Regions from separate parts of the Sus scrofa genome. Here regions 2 and 3 are each linked to region 1. The links are chromatin contacts, called in public Hi-C and HiChIP or PLAC-seq maps. All regions are on one chromosome and are shown on one strand. The core of a region is the stretch at or near the end of the contact, and the rest is flanking DNA. Distances in the headings are between cores, read along the strand shown.

Evidence for each region. Hi-C and Micro-C count contacts between places; a contact is called where the count stands out from the background. HiChIP or PLAC-seq counts read pairs in DNA pulled down with a chosen protein or histone mark.
Region 2: an H3K27ac HiChIP or PLAC-seq map of skeletal muscle shows a contact between it and region 1, with 4 times the contacts expected there. The contact joins two enhancer-like sites. A contact is called at or near these places in 1 of 47 Hi-C or Micro-C datasets (skeletal muscle) and 1 of 2 datasets of contacts at active chromatin or transcription factors (skeletal muscle).
Region 3: a Hi-C map of skeletal muscle shows a contact between it and region 1, with 4 times the contacts expected there. The contact joins two enhancer-like sites. A contact is called at or near these places in 2 of 47 Hi-C or Micro-C datasets (fetal heart ventricle and skeletal muscle).

Annotation. Positions count from the first base shown.
Region 1 is chr8:73,120,598-73,124,463 of Sscrofa11.1, reverse strand. No RefSeq gene overlaps it. Among named protein-coding and RNA genes, the nearest start is that of CXCL13, 51 kb to the right of the region's middle. Within about 2 kb of position 1,928, at least 2 of the 83 cell types and tissues checked have an H3K27ac peak or open chromatin away from gene starts, as enhancers often do. A contact at or near this core is called in skeletal muscle, where this site is marked.
Region 2 is chr8:73,463,986-73,467,851 of Sscrofa11.1, reverse strand. No RefSeq gene overlaps it. Among named protein-coding and RNA genes, the nearest start is that of FRAS1, 36 kb to the left of the region's middle. Within about 2 kb of position 2,226, at least 1 of the 83 cell types and tissues checked has an H3K27ac peak or open chromatin away from gene starts, as enhancers often do. A contact at or near this core is called in skeletal muscle, where this site is marked.
Region 3 is chr8:73,416,999-73,420,864 of Sscrofa11.1, reverse strand. It overlaps a transcript of MRPL1 not described here. Among named protein-coding and RNA genes, the nearest start is that of CNOT6L, 83 kb to the right of the region's middle. Within about 2 kb of position 1,619, at least 3 of the 83 cell types and tissues checked have an H3K27ac peak or open chromatin away from gene starts, as enhancers often do. A contact at or near this core is called in skeletal muscle, where this site is marked.

The DNA.
Region 1 (3,866 bases), core at 679-3,178:
AAAATCTCTTTAGAGAACAAAAAATGCCAAAATTAAGAAATGACTTCTGGGTACTGTCAGGAAGCCAAGGGAGCAATGGTACATTTTGTTAAGACCTCAGAGATGTCGAAAGACCAGGTAATGGAGTTCCCTTCGTGGCTCAGTGGTTAATGAATCCGACTAGGAACCATGAGGTTGTGTGTTCGATCCCTGGGTTGTGGGTTCGATCCCTGGCCTTGCTCAGTGGGTTAAGGATCTGGCATTGCCGTGATCTGTGGTGTAGGTCACAGACGCAGCTCGGATCCTGCATTGCTGTGTCTCTGGTGTAGGCCGGCGGCTACAGCTCCGATTGGACCCCTAGCCTGGGAACCTCCATGTGCCCCCGGAGCGGCCCTAGAAAATGCAAAAAGACAAAAACAAATAAACAAAGAACAGGTTATTCAGTCCACAAAGGTCCCTTTCAAGAGATTAAGGACACAACTCTCACAAATAGGACCCATGGGGAACTTAGAACATGGTCTTTCATTCTCAGCAGGAGCCCAGGGTAGGGAACAGCTGATCTAGAAGAGCTTTATGGGTGTGGCGTTTGTCTAATGGTGGGAACCCCAACGAATTGCACAGAGGCCCCATCACCTTTTTGAGAAAACTGTATCACAGAAACTCTGCCAGCTGGGACTGAAAGGGACAGAGACAGGACAAAATAAGAAGCCACTGGACTTCCAAAACTCTTCTGGCAGGAAGCAAGCTGAGAACATTATTTGGCCACAAACAAGTGCTACCTTTCATGAAAAAGTAAGGATGACTCAGAGGCTGGAACAGCCTGGAGAGTAGAGCCACGAGCTGCGGAGAATTACTTCCAGGCCTCAGACACAGAAGGAGGAACTTGCAGCAGTCCCACCGCTTCTGGATTTCAGAACTGCAGTAGTCAGGGACTCCTCTGTGTATCCCTCTCCCTCCTTTCTGAGCAGGAGTCTCTCTAGTACTTGCAGGCCATTGTCCTTTGGGTGTGTTGGGGGCAGATAACTACCTCTTTGTTCTCACAGAGCTACAGGTGGACAGCTCCTTCTTTATTACAAGGAGCTGTATGTAAGGAGATACACCTGGAAATTCCCATTATGGCTCAGCACTAATCAGCCTGACTAGTATCCATGAGGATGCTGGCTCGATCCCTGGCCTTGCTTGATGAGTTAAGGATCCGGCCTTGCGTGAGCTGTGGTGTAGGTTGCAGATGAGGCTCAGATCTGACATTGCTGTGGCTGTGGTGTAAGCTGGCAGCTGCAGCTCTGATTCGACCCCTAGCCTGGGAACTTCTGTGTGCTGCAGGTGGGGCCCTAAAAAGCAAGAAAAAAAAAATGGAGATACACCCAAGGAGACTCATCCATACTGGGACCGTTTGTTTAGATGAGATTATGGATTTTGACACCCATAGTTATTGCCCAGCTGGCTGTCCTCTTTGGTAGTCTCATTTACTCAAGCACTTATCGAGCACCTACTGTTTACCTGTCACAGAGTTACATGTAGGGTATTCAAAGGTAAGTAATACATGGCTCCTAACTTTAATTCTGGTGGGAAAGACAGAGGAGAAGTAAGTATGACATAGTAATATACCCAGCATGCAGTGAGAGCGGAGTGGTAGCATCTAAATCAGGGAAGCCAAGAAGGGGTCCTGATGAGGAGATACCTGAGCCAGGTCCTGAAGGATGAGTAGATGTGATTTGGGTTGACTGAAATTACTAGTCATGTAGTTCAGAAATGGTTGGTTACTGGTAATTTAATATGGTCCAACTTGATAGGTAGGTAAGGAGCTTTTTTATTTTTTATTTATTTTATTATTTTTTTTTTAGGGCCACACTCAAGGCATATGGAAGGTCCTGGATCAGGGGTTGAATCCAAGCTGCGACTGTGACCTATGCCACAGTTAAGGCAATGCTGGATTCTCAACCCACTGCACAGGGCCTAGGATAGAACCCATGCCGCAGCAGAGACAGTGCTGGATCCTTAACTCTGTGCACCACAGTGGAAACTCCAGGTGAGGCGTATTCTAAACCGAGGACCTTCCAGTTGAAAATGATGAATTGGGTGCAAATAGGTTTAACAACTGGACATGTTTTCCCAGGACAAATTAGTCATTCCTGCTTTTGTCCACTGCATGTTACTGGCTTGGCGGCTCCAGAGCTTTCCTCCCCAGACTTGAGAGCGGACGCGAGTGAAATGGCCGTGAGAGCCAAGGGGGGCGAGTCAGGGTAAGCTTGTCCACCGGTATTACCGCCACTTTGATGGTGACAGGCAACAGCTGGGTGCTCTCTGTACACAGGCAGCACATTTGTCCTGGGGGGTGAACAGTTCCAAGGAAAAGGCGCTGTCACGGGGAAGGCGATGAATGTGCCATTCCTGGGAGTCCACCGTGTTATTAAACACCGCTGTTGTCAGCCAGCTGCCAACAATTCCATCCTTGCTGTGGCTGCAGAGACGCTGAAAGTGGGTGAAATGCTGATCACTGAGTTTCACCACTTACTTGGAATATGAATCACAAATGAATTTGCACTAATGATATTTTTAGAATGGCTTTGTATCATTTTCATTGAATATTTTGTGTGTTGACTCTTCACTCTGTTAACAGCCTGGTTTGCCTCAAGAAAAATGTAATGAGCATACTGGGGGTTTTTGCTTGCTTGCTTTTTTTTTTTTTTTTTTTTTTTACTGGAGCATTGTAAGATAAAGGAAAATGGATGCGTTCATTAAAAAAAGGTGAGCAAAAAATTCAGGGAGCAAGAGGACATATACACAACACAAGGGGATCATGGTAACAAAAATATTTGGAACCACTGACCAAGGGGGAAAAAAATGTAGCTGCCTTGGTTCTCTGCTGAGGAAGCATCCCCAGTGCTTTGGGGGCTGAGCCCATAGATTTCAAGTCTGAACAAGATCTTTCTTTTGCTCTTCCCACTCTTAAAAAAAAATTTCAACTTTACATGGCCAATGTGTTCCGTTCCAATGTTGTGATAGAAATTCCTGAAGAACATTTGATTTGGCTCAAGCATCTCCTGACCTGGAAATCGAGGGTCCTGATTCTGCCTGGCACAAGCCGCAGGCCTCAGGGGCCTGGTTCCTGGGGGTGGGGGTGGAGGTGGGGGTGGGAGGATGTCCAGCCAGTCCTGGGCCCCAGCAGACCAGCACCACCCCTCCCCCGGTTGTGGTGGGGCCCATTCTTCAACAGAACCTGAAATCTTCAACTACCACTAAAAAGGCATTTAAACATTTTTAAAAGGCAAAAACCCAAGAGCAAGGATGCTGAGAGGAAAAGGAAGCTATATAACTACTTGGCAAGTGGTAACAGACTTAGTGGCCCAGAGAAAGTGGAATCTTCTTTAAAAGTGAAGGAAACCCTGGGAGTTCCTGCTGTGGCACAGTGGGTTAAGAATCTGACTGCAGCAGCTCAGGTCACTTCAGAGGTGCAGTGATACCTGGCCAATGCAGTGGGTTAAGGATCCAGCTTTTTTTTTTTTTTTTTTTTTGCTTTTTTAGGGCCATACCTGCGGCATGTGGAGGGTCCCAGGTTAGGAGTCCAATTGGAGCTACAACCGCTGGCCTACATCACAGCCATAGCAATACGGGATCCGAGCCGTGTCTGAGACCTACACCACAGCTCATAGCAGCACTGGATCCCTGACCCACTGATCGAGGCCAGGGGTGGAACCTGCATCTTCATGGATCCGAGTTGGATTCGTTTCGGCTGTACCACAACAGGGACTCCAGATCCAGCTTTGCTACAGCTGTGGCATAGGTCACAGCCCTTGCTACATTTTGCCTGGCATTCTGATACATCCCATGGAGACTATGAGCCATTTAAGCCCAGGGACTAGGTTTTCCTAATCGATATTTCCCCT
Region 2 (3,866 bases), core at 977-3,476, 340 kb before region 1:
AATATTTATCTCTTACTAATATGGTACTGATTTTGCCAGTAATATTGATGACAACAATAGTTATAATGATCTGATTTACAGCCTCTGAGAAAGTTCCTACAACCATAGAAAACTGATAAGCATTCATGATGATGTTTTATGAGTTAGACTTACACAGTATAAACATTTCACTAACAAAGAGAAAACAATCTGTCTGGTGTTATTATCAGCTAGCTTCTGTACTCTTAGCTAAAAACCTGGAAAATATATATCTGGTCCTGGCAGAGTTGGCTACTAAAAAGTAAGTTTTTGGTTAAGTCAACCCTATCTCCAATTGTTACTGAAACCCAGGCCCTGCCTTATTGGGTTTATCTTGGAACACAGGTGTCTCGTCTTTGCCATCTCACTTCCTGTTGCATCATTGTTCTTTCTTTAGAAAAGTGAGATGGTCTGCCTCCAAGTTTAATATAACTGAATGGACTTGCGGCTATCAAGTAAGCACATTAAAAATATACCCAAAGCCTTCTGGGAATATCTGACGCTGGTCATGAAATAACCACCCTGCCGCTCACAGTCCCCTGAAATAGCACTTTGTATCCTATTACCTGAAAGGATTAAAAGAAAATCATATATCAGAACACAGTTCAAACACACAAAGACAGAAGGTCTCTGCAGTTTTAAATGACTAAAAAATCCCTCAAACAAAACTGAAGGAGATCAAAGTTTTGGCCTAGTACTTTTAAATATCAGCTGAAATGCCCCAGTTGGGTTAGCATGATTATTCTTCTTTAGCCTGATTGTTTCTCTCTATCACCTTATGCCATTAATGGAGAAATTAATCTTTGAAGTTTTAATGGCTCAGCATTTTCAATTATTCATTCCAGCAAAGGAATTTTTTTTTTTAAGAAAAGCTCAGTGTTCTCAGTTACGATAAGCCTACCAGCAGACACTGACACCCAAGCTGAACTGCTACCCAAAACAGCATCTCCCCCAAAGGAATGTTTCTGAGGATTTAAAAAAATCTATCCTACTGCTTATTTCCTTTCTTAAAGTCCAAGTTCATAATCAGCTTAAAGCATGAAAATTGTTTGATAAGCATTTTAACAATTTTTTTCCTAAAGAGTATTCTTGAAAAGAAACAGGAGGAATGAGGAAGAACAAGTACAAAAGTCTTTTTAGCACTAAAATCGAAAACATACTATGACACCCTGGTCCTAATTTACTGCCTGGGCTAGACCTTAGGAATATATCAAGCTCTGCTAGTTTAAAAGCAAAACAAAAGAAAAAAAAACCAAAAAAAAAAAAACAAAAAACAAAACAAAAAAAAACCCTCTTGTTTCTAGATCTTGTCCCCTGCTCCAGGGTGATCCCTCCTTGCTTTTATTGAATAATTTCCTCTGTCACTTATCTATCTTGATGAAAAGCCAAGAAGTCCTGTGAACCTATTTTCTCTTTTTATGAAAGAGGCTCTTGATGTTTAAGAAGAGCTTTGGAGGAGACATTATTTCTACTAGTTTGATGACTCCAGAAGAAGCTCTGTTGACTTTTGCAAGACTGGTTGCTTTGTTTTTCTCCCCTGTAAACTGCATGCTCAGCCTTCATTTGGGGGAGTCCTACATTTGCTAGATGAAGAGAAGGAGGGCACAGAGTCTCTTATGCTATGATTTACTCCTTTGAAATGTGTATTGCTTCTAAGCAGTTTTATGCTAAAATGAGATCATTCAAACAAAGGCACTGGTCTATTTAAAAGCACTTGTTTTGATGAATAACTATAAATTCAAGGTGTTTGGTTATGCTTCAAAGTATATTTAGGAAAAAGTTGCCAATAATTGATATTTATGTATTTTCTTCTGAAAAAGCTCCATTTTTACAAACTGGCTCAGCTACTCACACACTTCAAAGCTGTGAACATACTCTTTCAGTTATCGTTCATTTGAGTTGGGAGCGTGGTGCCAAGGAATTCTAGCTCCAGAGATGAGCGAGTTCTCGGAATTCTATCTCCGATCTCCAGGTCCAAGAAGTGAGTTGCTAGAAATTTAATCACTCAGTTCAGTTTTGCACTTGCATTAATAATGTTCATAATGCCACTTCTCATTCAGTCCCAAATCAAATGTCACCAATCCACAGAAGTTTTCCTTCACCCTTCTCCCTTCAGCACCCCCATGCCATTACTATTACCTCACTCTACTTCTTTCCTGTGCAGCATTCATCACAACATGTAAGTGCTAGCACATGTTTATTGAATGCCTTAACCTACTAGAACATAAACTCCTGGGAGCAAGGGATTGTCACCTTCTTCATTTCTGTATCCTGACAGTTCAGTGTTGAATGAATGAGAAAATGAACTAAAAATTTCCTGCTACCTGATTAATCCCTTTGATCTGAGTCATCATTTGCGATGCTCTCCTCTAGTCCCATCTCTCCTCAACCAAAATACAGTCCCAACCAACATGCTTCCATTTCTTTTTTTTTTTTTTTTAATTTTTTTGTCTTTGTTGTTGTTGTTGTTGCTATTTCTTGGGCCGCTCCCGCGGCATATGGAGGTTCCCAGGCTAGGGGTTGAATCGGAGCTGTAGCCACCGGCCTACGCCAGAGCCACAGCAACTCGGGATCCGAGCCGCGTCTGCAACCTACACCACAGCTCACGGCAACGCCGGATCATTAACCCACTGAGCAAGGGCAGGGACCGAACCCGCAACCTCATGGTTCCTAGTCGGATTCGTTAACCACTGCGCCACGACAGGAACTCCGCTTCCATTTCTTCTTCCAAAAATTTATTGTTCTTTCCTGACTATCCAGTTAATATATGCTCATTTTAGAAAACCTTGGGGTGAAACCAAGTCATATAAAAAGGTAATTAAAATCAACACAGCTGACCAATCACCCCAGTTTGTCCAAGAACTGAGGGGATTCCTAGGACATAGGAAAAAACAGGAGCATTCAGAGCAAGCCAGGAGGAGTCCACCTCCCCTCTTACTATGTAGTTACTATTAATAATTTACCCTATTTTCATCCATTACTTTATGCATATTATAGTTAACTGGGATTTCATTATATAGATAATTTTGAATTCAGCTCTTTCCAATTAATTTATACCATCAGCATTTCCCTACATGGTTAAAATTCTTTCTTAACATCATTTTAAAAACTGCTTAATCGGGAGTTCCCGTCGTGGTGCAGTGGTTAACGAATCTGACTAGGAACCATGAGATTGAGGGTTTGATCCCTGGCCTTGCTCAGTGGGTTAAAGGATCCTGTGTTGCCGTGAGCTGTGGTGTAGGTTGCAGATGCGGCTCGGATCCTGCATTGCTGTGGCTCTGGCGTAGGCTGGTGGCTACAGCTCCGATTTGACCCCTACCTGGGAACCTCCATATGCTGTGGGAGCGGCCCTAGAAAAGACAAAAAAAAAACAAAGACAAAAACAAAAAAAACTGCTTAACCACATGACCCAGTAATCCCACTCTTGGGCATATATCTGTACAACACTTTCCTTAAAAAAGACACACACACCCATGTCTTCATTGCAGACTATTCACAATAGTGAAGACATGGAAACAACCCAAATGTCCATCAACGGACGATTGGATTAGGAAGATGTGGTATATATACACAATGGAATACTACTCAGCCATAAAGAAGAACAAAACAATGCCATTTGCAGCAACACGGATGGAATGAGAGACTCTCATCCTGAGTGAAGTAAGTCAAAAAGAGAAAGACAAATACCATATGATATCATTTGCATCAGGAATCTAATATATGGCACAAATGAACCTTGCCACAGAAAAGAAAATCATGGACTTGGAGAATAGACTTGTGGTTGCCAAGGAGGAGGAGGAGGGAGTGGGTTGGATTGGGAGCTTGGGGTTAATGGATGCAAACTATTG
Region 3 (3,866 bases), core at 370-2,869, 300 kb before region 1:
ATTTGTTTTCATCCATTCAGAGAGCACATTCCTGTACTGCATATGCTTTCCCAGGCCAGAAAACAGTTGCTTCAAATATTTTGTCCAATTTTCTAGTTGTTTACAGGTAGAGGGCAAGTCTGGTATACACTGTTCCATTATAGGCAGAAAAGGAAAGCTAGACTTTTAAAAATCTAGTTTGAGCTATATAAATGTTGAGGCTCACATATGGTCCTAGTATTTATGGTAACAGCATTGATTGTGCCTTATTTTATAAAGCAATTTCATTTATGTTACCTGATTAGTCTTCACAACACTCTGAGTTAATAAAAGCAATTATGATTATGTTATAGCCAAAACGGTTGAGACTCACAAGGCAAATGAAAGCTCAATGTAACACACTTAGCAAGGGAAGGAGCTAGGAATATGACATGAGCATAAACCACTACTGCTAAAACTTATCTCCTGGTTCCATCTAAGTCACCAAACTCTTACTTTTTAATCTATCCCCCCCTCCTTCTTTATTCCCCTCAGGTTTTAATTATCTTTTATCTTGGGTTTTAATCATCAGCTTCATCATCTTAGCATGACCCAAATTTTAAAAGAAGCAACTCATCCTTTAACTTTCTACTTTGAAAAAAAATACTACTTCTAATTCACCACCAGAAGTTATTTTTAATTTCAAGAGACAACATATAATCAATATATATTATACAATAACCAATATATTCGAAAACCTTGAAAGGTCTCCCTAACCCCCCAAACTTAGAATTCATGTATAACCCTGTATCTGTATCATCTTTCTTCCTTTCAAGTCATTTCCCCTAATTTGCTTTGACCTAAGAAGCTACAGCAGACTTTTCAGAATTTTTCCTACTCCAAATGATAAATAAATCAATTAAATATTAAAACAGAATGGCAAACAAAAAATTTTAAATTAACTAGAATAAAATAAAAGCAAGCCAGCTTATCAGTTAGCATGGCTAAGTAATAGATTTAAATGATGGGTTTCTAAGAGTGAGTCACGTTTCTGTCAGTCTAATACAGGGCCAACAAATAATGGCAATTCTTGGGAAAATTTTTAGACTTGGCTGATTACCTTGTACCTTGAGGTATAGAACGAAAAGAGTGTTTTAATTTTCCAGCACACTTCCATTCAACAGTGTGACTATGTGGAGCACCGTATTAAGAAAAAAAATCTGGGGTCACATAGAAATCAGTGGTGTAAGTCACACCATCTGTCATTATCTGCCTGGTTGGAAATAGCAGATAAAAGAATGTGAGCCATGAATTTTCAATCCTCAGTCTAAGCTAAGAGTAGTAATATCTGAAATTGCATAATATACTAGAAACAATCATTTTAAAACTTTACACGTCTAATTTACCAAATACGGAATTTAGACATAAAGAGTGGGCAGTGGTTCTAGAGTTTGATGGAGGGCCCTTTATTACAAAGGATAATCCAAACCAAACCAAACAGCAGAGAAGACCCTCTTGGGGCTGCGAGGCCCAAGAGAGCACAGGGCAAGAGGTGCCAGGAAGGTGGTGACTCTGGGAGGGAGGCAGGCACTGGGCCTCTCCTGGGAAACTGACTCTTGTGGCTCCTGTCCCAGTCTCTGCCCAGACCACTGGCCCAGATCCAAGGGACAAGCCCTGGTATTGTGTTTCTCACATGTTCCCTTTTCCCAGAGGGTCTGTGGGCCCAGATAGAGGGAGGGCTTAGGGGAAATGGGCAGGTCTGGGCTTGGGCAGGAAAGAGCCTATAAGAGCCAGGCCTGGTCGGCCCTGGAAGAAAACTTGGGAACTGACAGGCCAGCACCCCCTCACTCCTATGGCAGAGCTGCCCAAACTCAGAGTCAACTTTAATCAGTGGGGAATGATATTCTAAATTCCATCTCCCCCACTAAGTGGGGGAGACGGAATTTTTATATTCTTCAAAAATTACTGGACAATGTCACATTCAGCAAAACGGTTAAAATGAAAAAGATAACACCAATTATTGGCAAGGATGTGGGTTAGTTAGAACTCTTACTCACCACTGGGTGTTATCTTGGTACAACTACCTTTGGAAACTGAAAACTATTACCCACTATACATGAACATATACCTAACTTATGATCCAGCAATTCCACTCTTAGGTATATATCTAAAAGAAATGTATACGTATGGTCACCAAAAGAGGTGGACAAGAATGTTAATAAGTAGCATTATTTGTATAAGTCCTAAAACTTTACCAAAAGAAATATATAAGAAAGTTCCTATCAGTAGTATTTGTAATACCTCAAACTACAAAGAATCCACATGTCCATCAACAGAAGAATGGATAAATTGTGATATATTCACACAATGGCATATCAAATAGCAATGAGAATTAATAAACTACAAATACACAATATGGATGAATTTCATAAACACGTTGAATGAACCTGGGCCTCCTTCCAAACATGTGCATATTAATTATTACTCCATTTACATGAATAACACTGTTATTTCAAAACAAGAATAACAAATACATGGTCTTAGAAGTCATGATAGTGGTTACCTTGAATAGAAGCAGTTTACAAGGAGAGAACAAAGGGGTTTCTGAGGTGCAGGTATTATCTACATCTTGATCCATTTGCTAGGTACACATTCACTTTGGGGAAAATGCAAGTTGTTCACATATATGAATGTATGTCAGCAAAAAGTTTCCTTAAAATCATTGGGCAACACCAACAATATACAGTCACATAGCAGAGCTACAATCTGAATCATAATAGTTTGTCTCTAGGGTCTGTGCTCTTAACAACTATACTATTTTAGCAACCTACCTTAAAGAAGTACTTGCTCCAAAAAAAAAAAAAGGAAAAAAAAAGGAGTTCTCTTGTGGCACAGCAGGTTAGGGATCCAGCACTGCCAGTACAATGGCACTGTTGTGGCACGGGTTTGATCCCTGGCCCAGGAACTTACACAGGCCGTGGGTACAGCCAAAAAAAAAAAAAAAAAAAAAAAAAAAAAGGAAGAAGTACTTGCTCATACTATCTATTTTTACATATAAAAAACCTACATATGCCAACAGGCAGTTAACCTTGTAAATGTAGGAACATATTTGTACAAGTGTAAAGATCCACCTGGAGCCACAAGAGAGGCTGAGTGGGAGAATCTCAGAAGTTTTGCTTTTATTTAATCTTTTTACTATAGGGAATCTGTGTTTCTATTTATGTTTAATAAAGTGAAACTGACATTTCTCCTCCAAAAAATAAATGGGCAACCTTCTTTTGCATTCAAAGAACATTCGCTATGTATGTAAAAATACTTTTATTTAGAGTAACAAAGTAATTATTTTTAGTTCAAAGAAAAACATATTGATTTCCTAGAAATCATTGGAGGAGACATTAACACTCAAGGAATTTATGACACTTAGAGATTTGTTGACCCTCCTATCATTGCTATTAATTCTTCCTAGACACTCAAGCAGAGGTAGCGACCCGGTATACCGGGCATCTATCAGTCTTGCCTGCCCAGCACCCAAGAAGTACCTTCTTCTGGTAAAGGCATTTCAACATTCCCCCTGAGCAATTTCTTCTACCCTATGGCATGCACTTCTGGTGAGATTATCATTGTGCCTCCTGACCAAGGAGTGGGCAAGTAAACTAAACTAGGCCAAAGAGAGCCTCTCTTTCCTTAAAATTTAAATGTTGAGTGGAGTGACACAAGGTCTGAAAACAGAGCTGCTTCGCCTTGACCATAGCTCCCTGAGGAGGCTGTCCATTGATTCCTGCTACTTAGATCCCTTAAACTGCACTGCTTCCTATCCTTTCCAAGTGCCAGTTGTTTAACTTTTCCTTTGATTCTGTTAATCACTCCATACCCTGACATTACATTTTCTTCTCTGGTTAATTTCTGTT